Linked DNA regions of Rattus norvegicus: region 2 is linked to region 1. The links are chromatin contacts, called in public Hi-C maps. All regions are on one chromosome and are shown on one strand. The core of a region is the stretch at or near the end of the contact, and the rest is flanking DNA. Distances in the headings are between cores, read along the strand shown.

Evidence for each region. Hi-C and Micro-C count contacts between places; a contact is called where the count stands out from the background.
Region 2: a Hi-C map of Schwann cells shows a contact between it and region 1, with 3 times the contacts expected there. The contact joins the promoter of Rnaseh2c here to the promoter of Sart1 in region 1. A contact is called at or near these places in 2 of 12 Hi-C or Micro-C datasets (Schwann cells and mammary epithelial cells).

What each region holds. Positions count from the first base shown.
Region 1 is chr1:212,126,278-212,129,918 of GRCr8, reverse strand. Sart1 (spliceosome associated factor 1, recruiter of U4/U6.U5 tri-snRNP) reads left to right here and starts at 1,433. Exons shown (of 19, transcript NM_031596.1): 1 at 1,433-1,803. The coding sequence starts at 1,491. It overlaps LOC134483957 (a long non-coding RNA gene), which reads right to left and starts at 1,356. Exons shown (of 2, transcript XR_010061178.1): 1 at 1,227-1,356.
Region 2 is chr1:212,322,292-212,326,294 of GRCr8, reverse strand. Rnaseh2c (ribonuclease H2, subunit C) reads right to left here and starts at 2,333. Exons shown (of 4, transcript NM_001401703.1): 1 at 2,144-2,333; 2 at 1,849-2,030; 3 at 1,654-1,773; 4 at 1,284-1,399. The coding sequence starts at 2,315. The coding sequence ends at 1,373. Kat5 (lysine acetyltransferase 5) reads left to right here. Exons shown (of 14, transcript NM_001005872.1): 12 at 231-390; 13 at 502-583; 14 at 671-1,206. The coding sequence ends at 805.

The DNA.
Region 1 (3,641 bases), core at 184-2,683:
ACAGAGTAAGATTTCTGAGGCGAGCTGGCTGTGGGCTGAGTTGTTTGAGCTGTTTACCCCATACTCTGGAAACCCAGGCTACACCTTATCCTCAGCAAACATGCGGTTTCTGCTTCTGAGGAGTGGGACACCTGAAAGGAATCCGCCGAGACTTTCCCATGTTTTCTCCAACACACGGGGGGGGGGGGGGGGGGTAGACACACACCTAGAAATCTTAGAACAGGACATTGCTTCTGAACAGTCTTGGAGCGGAACTTTAAAGGAGCCCATCCCCCACACCAAAACACACCAGAGATATGCTACACAGGAAGCCCAGAGTAGCAACGACTATCAGAAGTGTCTGAACCCTTACCCTAAAACATCCTCTCCTTAAGACCCAAACCAAACAAGCAATCAAACAGAAACCCTAAAAAAGGCTGGAAAAGCATTGTGGCTTATGCCTGTAATCCCAGCCTGGGCTACATAGTTAATGGGCCAGTCTGAAAGGAAAAAAAAAGAGAGGTAAAACATCCGTGCATGCACAAATGTGCCGAATTTGCTCTCTAGCCTAGAGTAGCCATGCACGCCTGAAATTCTAGCACATGGCAGGCTGACAGAGGGGCTATGGAGGGTTTGAGGCCAGCCAGGGCTAACTAACAAGTACTAGGTCAACCAGGGATATATAGAATTACCTTTAAAAAAGATAACTAGAAACAATAATAATAAACCAGCATTCAATATCACCGTGTTTATAGGCACAAATTCATGGAGCATTCCTTAGTACTACAGAGCCCAGTTAAAAAGGCCCAATCCAGGGGCTGGGGATTTAGCTCAGTGGTAGAGCGCTTACCTAGGAAGCGCAAGGCCCTGGGTTCGGTCCCCAGCTCCGAAAAAAAAAAAAAAAAAAAAAAAAAAAAAAAAAAAAAAAGAAAAAGGCCCAATCCACCAGTCCAGGGGACACGGGATGACGGTAGTGTTCGCTGGCAATTCTGCCTTAAAGGGGTTGCAAGGCTTGGCCTTTGGAGCTGGCATCTCGAGCAAGAAGAAAACAAAGTATTTTCCAACACCGGATGGAGCCCCGGCCCGGGGAGCCTACTAGGAAAATCACTGGAGAGGGGGCTGCCCACGGAGAGACTTGAGGTACAGAGCACCACGAGGCTATCAGTGTGGAGAAAGAGGCAGGGAAAGCTTCTAGCTCCGGAGATGGTGGAATAGTAACATTCCAAGGTTCTTACAACTCTACTTACAAGACTACTGTCTAACCCGTGCGAGAATCTTGATTTCGCAGTCTCTACAGGCGCGCGTGCCCAGAGATCAGTACCTGGCAGGTGGGAACGCGCACTCTCAATCGGTCCCTCCCATGAGCCTTTGGAGGTTCCCAGGCAGGCCCCGGAAACAGCCCCTCTTAGTTTCCGGCAACAGGAAGGGGGCGGTCGCGCGACCCGGAAGTGTTCCCATTTTGCGTCGTCTGGGTTCGGGTGGCGGCCCGGCTCCAGGCGGACGCACTAATCATGGGGTCGTCAAAGAAGCACCGTGGAGAGAAGGAGGCAGCCGGGACTACGGCTGCGGCCGGTACCGGGGGCACTACCGAGCAGCCGCCACGGCATCGAGAGCACAAGAAACACAAGCATCGGAGCAGCGGCGGCGGCAGCAGCGGCGGCGAACGACGGAAGCGGAGCCGCGAGCGTGGGGCCGAGCGCGGGAGCGGGAGGCGCGGGGCCGAAGCCGAGGCCCGCAGCGGCGCGCATGGTCGTGAACGAAGCCAAGCGGAACCCTCGGAGCGGCGCGTGAAGCGGGAGAAACGCGATGAAGGCTATGAGGCCGGTGAGGGAGGGGCGGAGCCGGGGGCGGGGCAGGATCTTGGGGTGCGCGCAGGATGGAGGGTGCAGTATGACCTCGAGGGCTTATGTCTCTCGTGTTAAAAGACTTTCTCCGGGTGTTTGGGATTAAACATAGACTTTTCCACCTTTAGCTTCAAGAAAACAGTCTTCTTTTCCCCTGTCCTTCTGGCATTTCACAGTAATGCATCCTGTGGATGAATGAGGTGGAACGAGCATGCACAGACGAATGGTGTTGGGTTCATTGCAGAGACATGAAGCAGTAAGATAGGCTGTGTCTGAACACCAATGGACTGTGCTGTAAGCTCTGTTGAGAAATTTGGGCTTTGTTATGAGGAAGGGTAGTAGGGAGCCAAGGATTTGAGTAAGGAAGTGACTTGATTTGCTTGATATTTTATGAAGATGAGTGGGCTGAGAGTTTGTAAAAAGTAGGGCCAGAGATGAGGAAGGAGGTCTAATCAAACAGGTAAGGGCTAATAGTATGCATGTTTCTCCATGCAGTAGGGTGGAGAGTAGTGGACAGGTTGAGTAGGTATTTAGGAAGTTGGAACTAACAATTTTAGTGTCTGGACTGAGGATGTGACGGATGAGAAGTAGAGAAAGTTCCTTTTGAGTTTCTGCCTGAGTGGCCTGGTGAATGGTGGTGTTATCTCTTGGCACTGAGTTTGGAAGAGAAGCAGATTTGAGGCAGGGGAGAATGACACAGGTTTTGGGAGAACTCTGTGGTTGATGTGTATGGGAAACCTGACAGTTTAAGTAGGATAGAGTGACTTTGGGCTGGTGCGTATTCAGGAAACCAAAGAAGTGCCTTAGAACACGTGGAATGAGAACTAGGGTCAGGAATAGAACCTGATAAATTCCAGAAGCTCGATTGTGAACAGAGGAACATGTTGAGGAACATAAGTAATAGCCAGTGGCAGGAAACCCACAGTCGGATCATAGATCTATGCAAAGCGATGACTGCTGAACAGTGTCACACACAGTAGGACATTAAGCAAAACCAGATTTTTTTTTTAAAAGATTTATTTATTATATGTAAGTACACTGTAGCTGTCTTCAGACACACCAGAAGAGGGCATCAGATCTCATTACAGATGGTTGTGAGCCACCATGTGGTTGCTGGGATTTGAACTCAGGACCTCTGGAAGAGCAGTCAGTGCTCTTAACCGCTGAGCCATCTCTCCAGCCCAAAACCAGATTTTTTAAACAAAGGATTATTTTTATTTTATGCATTTGAGTATCTTACCTTCATGTGCCTGTGCTTGTGGAGGTCAGAAGAAGGCACTGGATCTCCTGGAACTGAACTGGATGGCTGTGAGTTAACCATATGGATTCTGAGACCCAAACCTGGGCCCTTTGTAAGAACAGCAAGTGCTCTTACCACCGAGACATCTCTCCAGTTAGTCTCCAGATCAGAACTTTTCTTGAAAATAATTGCTAGTTGGAAAAAGGGAGACTTGAGAATTCATACAGAAAGTGGGGTGGCACCTAGGTGGAGGAGAAAGGGACTGTTGGGTTTAAAAAAGAGGGAGATTTTCAAGAAGATGCCCTCCTGGTGGGGCCTGGTTGGAGAGCTAAATTTGATGCATCTTCCACTGTAAGGTGTTTGTTGAAGTTCTCTTCTGTTTGTGGGATGGATAGAGCAGATCCAGGGCACTTGCTTATTTATTTATTTATTTGTGTACTTGTTTACTTACGTACACACCTGGCACAGACCCCTGCCGTGAGCAGAAAGTGCCAGAAATGATGGACGGTGCTGTGCAGTTGAAGACAGAGTTTTAATTCTGGTTAGTAATTGAACAGGGATTCATGGGGGCAGTAGTC
Region 2 (4,003 bases), core at 1,084-3,583, 200 kb before region 1:
AACATAGCACTCCATCCATCAGCTTCCACTGGCTGACAAGTACCCAGTCATAGCTGCTGTTCTAGCTGCCTTTGGCTGGCTCCCCTACACAGCCAGCAGGGAAGCTGCTGATCCATCAACAAGAGTAAGTGTGAGACAGGCACCCAGGCAGCCCAGCTCCACAGTCCCTCTTACATGCTGCTGTGTACACACCACTTACTCCTCCTCTTGTGCTCCATTCGTTGCTTTAGGCTATGAACTCTCGAAAGTAGAAGGGAAGACAGGAACTCCTGAGAAACCCCTGTCAGATCTTGGCCTTCTATCCTACCGAAGTTACTGGTCCCAAACCATCTTGGAGATCCTGATGGGGCTGAAGTCGGAGAGTGGGGAGAGACCACAGATCACCATCAAGTGAGCCCAAATGTCCACCTGGGGGTTTGTGGTATGGCCTGTCTGTCCCTGGGGTTTCTGGGGACAGATGAATACCCTCGGGGACTTAACTTTCACCCTCCCCCTCCCCAGTGAGATCAGTGAAATCACTAGTATCAAGAAAGAAGATGTCATTTCCACACTGCAGTATCTCAATCTCATCAATTACTACAAGGTCAGGAGGCGTGCTTAGGGGATAGGTGAGGGGTACCAGGATGCAGGCTCTGCGACTGACCATGAGCTGGGTCTGTCTTTTGCTCAGGGCCAGTATATCCTCACTCTGTCAGAAGACATCGTGGATGGGCATGAGCGGGCTATGCTCAAGCGGCTCCTTCGAATTGACTCCAAGTGTCTGCACTTCACTCCCAAAGACTGGAGCAAGAGAGGAAAGTGGTGACACACACACTCTCACTGCAACACCGCGAAAGCCAGCTGAACACGGCTGTCATCCTGTCGTATCCCATTCGAGCTTCGAAGAGTCATGCAAAGGGAGACAGGCCAAAGGACAGACCCAAAAGAAGAAGAGGCCTAGGAGGGGCCAACTAGTGGCCAGTACCAAAGCGAGCTCAGGTCTAGGCCGACTCCAAGGATAGCTGGCTTGTTGGCTCAGGTCCGCTCTGAACACAGGGACCAGGGGGACCCAGGCAGCTGTGTACACTAAGGCGGGTGGGGAGCATCTGTACAGGACTGGTGACTGTAAAAATTTCTTTTGTAAAGGAGGAGCTGGAGGGTGGGGTGGGCGCTGGTTGCAAAGTTCTGGCCCTCCCTGCCCCCAGAAATAAATTGTTTTTATAGGCAGAGCGATCAGGAGTTCTTGCCAGACTGGGTGCCATGCAATGCCAGCTTCAGGGTGGTAAGGTGCCCACAGACTCAGGTGTTGTGAAGATCTCATTTATTGGGATAGAAACAGTGGCTCCAAAGTGGTGTGAAGGGCTCTGTGACTTTCATTTTCATGCTCTGGCTCTCAGTCCTCTGGCACCTGTGCGTGAATCTGCAACAGGAGTCACTTCTGCTTTGTGATTTATAATACACAGCAGTTGGGTGGGAACCCAGCTGCTCAGGGTGACAGCCCCTTCTAAGAGAAAAGTGGGGAATGCCTCCCACCAGTCCCTAGTCTGGACCTCTGGAGCCATGATCCCTGTGGTGCTTATTTGCCCCTAGAACCCCAAATACTAGAGACACGATTCAAAGCTAGTGCTAAGTGCGACCAAGCCTGAGGGGAAAAGAGCCCTTGAGTATACGTACCGCTGCAGCAAGGCTGGGCCAACCTAGGGCCCTATGCACTTTGGCATCTGGACCAGGGACCGTTTCCAGACCCCACAAGGTGAAGTGACTGAAGCTGCCGGTGGCTCCGATAAAGCGGTCCTGGAAAAAGCTGGGTTCAGAATAGGGACGGCAGCTATTGCCCTCACCCCAAACCTACCATCTCCCTCTGCTCACAAAGTCCCGCTCCAGCGGCTCCTGTGCCTCGTCCGCTTTGTCCTCCGCGTCCCCTGAGAAGTTCAGCTTCCCTATCAGCCCCTCTCCCATCTCTTCTGTCACCATCACGAATCCCGCAAACCCTGGCGGGACAGCTACATCTTCGCCCCGCAGGCCACGACCGCGAAACGACACCTGCAGTCCTGCAGGAGGGACATGCAAAGCCATAAGACTGGGCCTGGCCCCCGGAGAATGAATCGGCGGCCTCTCCCGCGGACCACGAAGCCCGAGAGCCACGGGGCCTGCCCGGACTCACCGTCTGCACCGTGGCGGACGGCGGGCGTGAAGAAGCGTTCAACCGGGGCGGGCCGGCTGACCAGAACGTCACATGGCAGGAGGTGCAGCTTAGCTGGTGCGGCGCCACGCAGTGAGCCAGGGCGCAGGTGAATACGCTGTTTATCGTCCCCAGCTTCCTCCGGGTTCTTCATCTCGGATGCTTGTAGGTTCAGGCAAAAGCTGGCGGGTGAGACGCGCAGGGCCTGTCGGGAGACCGAGCACACTAGATGCAGAGCCCTATGGGAATCGTAGTCTTTTTCTCTGGCTGCTCTCTGTAAGGATACTTCTGCCTGTGATGAAGTCTTTATAAGTGTGATCTCATCTTTGTATCTCTACTTCCCCGGTCCTGGGGTTTAGCTTACGCCACCATACCTCCCAGTTCTTATGGATCTTGTCGTTTGAAAACAAAACAAACAACAACAACAACAACAACAACAACAACAACAACAAAAACTAAACGGACTGCTAGAAGAGTCCTATTTATAAAGGTTGCCTGATAAACTATTTTTGATGATGATGCGGATTGGATTCAACGTATTGCGCATATTAAGTGCGTGCTCTAGAACTACCATCCTGTAGGGGAGAAGAACCAAAAAAGGAACACCCAGCCCCTAACTTCTAAGACCAGTGCAAGAGTTACAGCTCTGGGGAGAAAGGATCCTGGCAGTTGGGAACCAAAAAATACCACAAAGTCATACTACACAACAAACCTCACACAGGAGAGTTATTGGGAAAGACATGGGAGGGAGGGTGGCTATCTCTGCTCAGAGGAGAAGCAGCAAAGAACTGAGCAGGAGGCAGGCTTTATGTACGGTTTTTGGAGGTGGGGCAGAACTATCCCAAGTGGTCTGAGAATGAGGGATTTTGTGACCTGATATTCGGGCAAGCTCAGGGATTGCGGCTTGATCTTGGATGGGTTTTGTTGTTTTGGTTTTCAATCTGTAAGGCATAGTCTGGCTACTTTCCAGTGGTGCTGGACATAATGACAAGAGAAGTCTTGGGGGCAGGGCCTAGCTGCTCAAAACTCAAGGGAAACACCCTGCCCCTGGCCTGTCTCCATGCTCTAAGACTTGGAAATCCCAGCCCCTTTGACAGCAAACAATGTTTCAAAGTTTGTCTTCAAGCAGTACTTCTAGCTGGGTTGTATTTTTTTCACTAGCACACTGCACATGCTCTACACCAGCTCACACTGCACATGCTCTACACCAGCTCACACTGCACATGCTCTACACCAGCTCACACTGAACATGCTCTACACCAGCTCACACTGCACATGCTCTACACCAGCTCACACTGCACATTCTCCACCAGCTCACACTGCACATACTCCACCAGCTCACACTGCACATGCCCCACCAGCTCACACTGCACATGCTCCACACCAGCTCACACTACACATGCTCCACCAGCTCACACTGCACATGCTCCACCAGCTCACTGCACATGTTTTTAAAACCCTATAAAAGCCTTCCCACTGCCCAGCCCTCTAATGTCTCTCTTCCTGTTCAGAGGTAGCGGTTATGCTGTGTTATTCCCCAGCAAACCTCTTGTGTGAAGTTTGTTGTGTGGTGTGACTTTATGATATTCCTTGGTTCCTGATAGCCAAGATATAATTGTGCTAAAAAACTGCTTGTTTTTGTGGCTCAGATAGGCCTATGCCTGTCTCCCTCTCAAGGTCAGAGCCCCACTGGGACCCTATCTCCAGTCTACCTATAACAGATTCACCTTCTGCTTTACCAATCACTTGGCATCTCATCCAACAGTGGCAATTCAGTAAGTTCTCCCTTTGGTCCGAGTAAATGCTTCCCTGAGTCTGAGGAAATGATTGTTGGGCATCCAG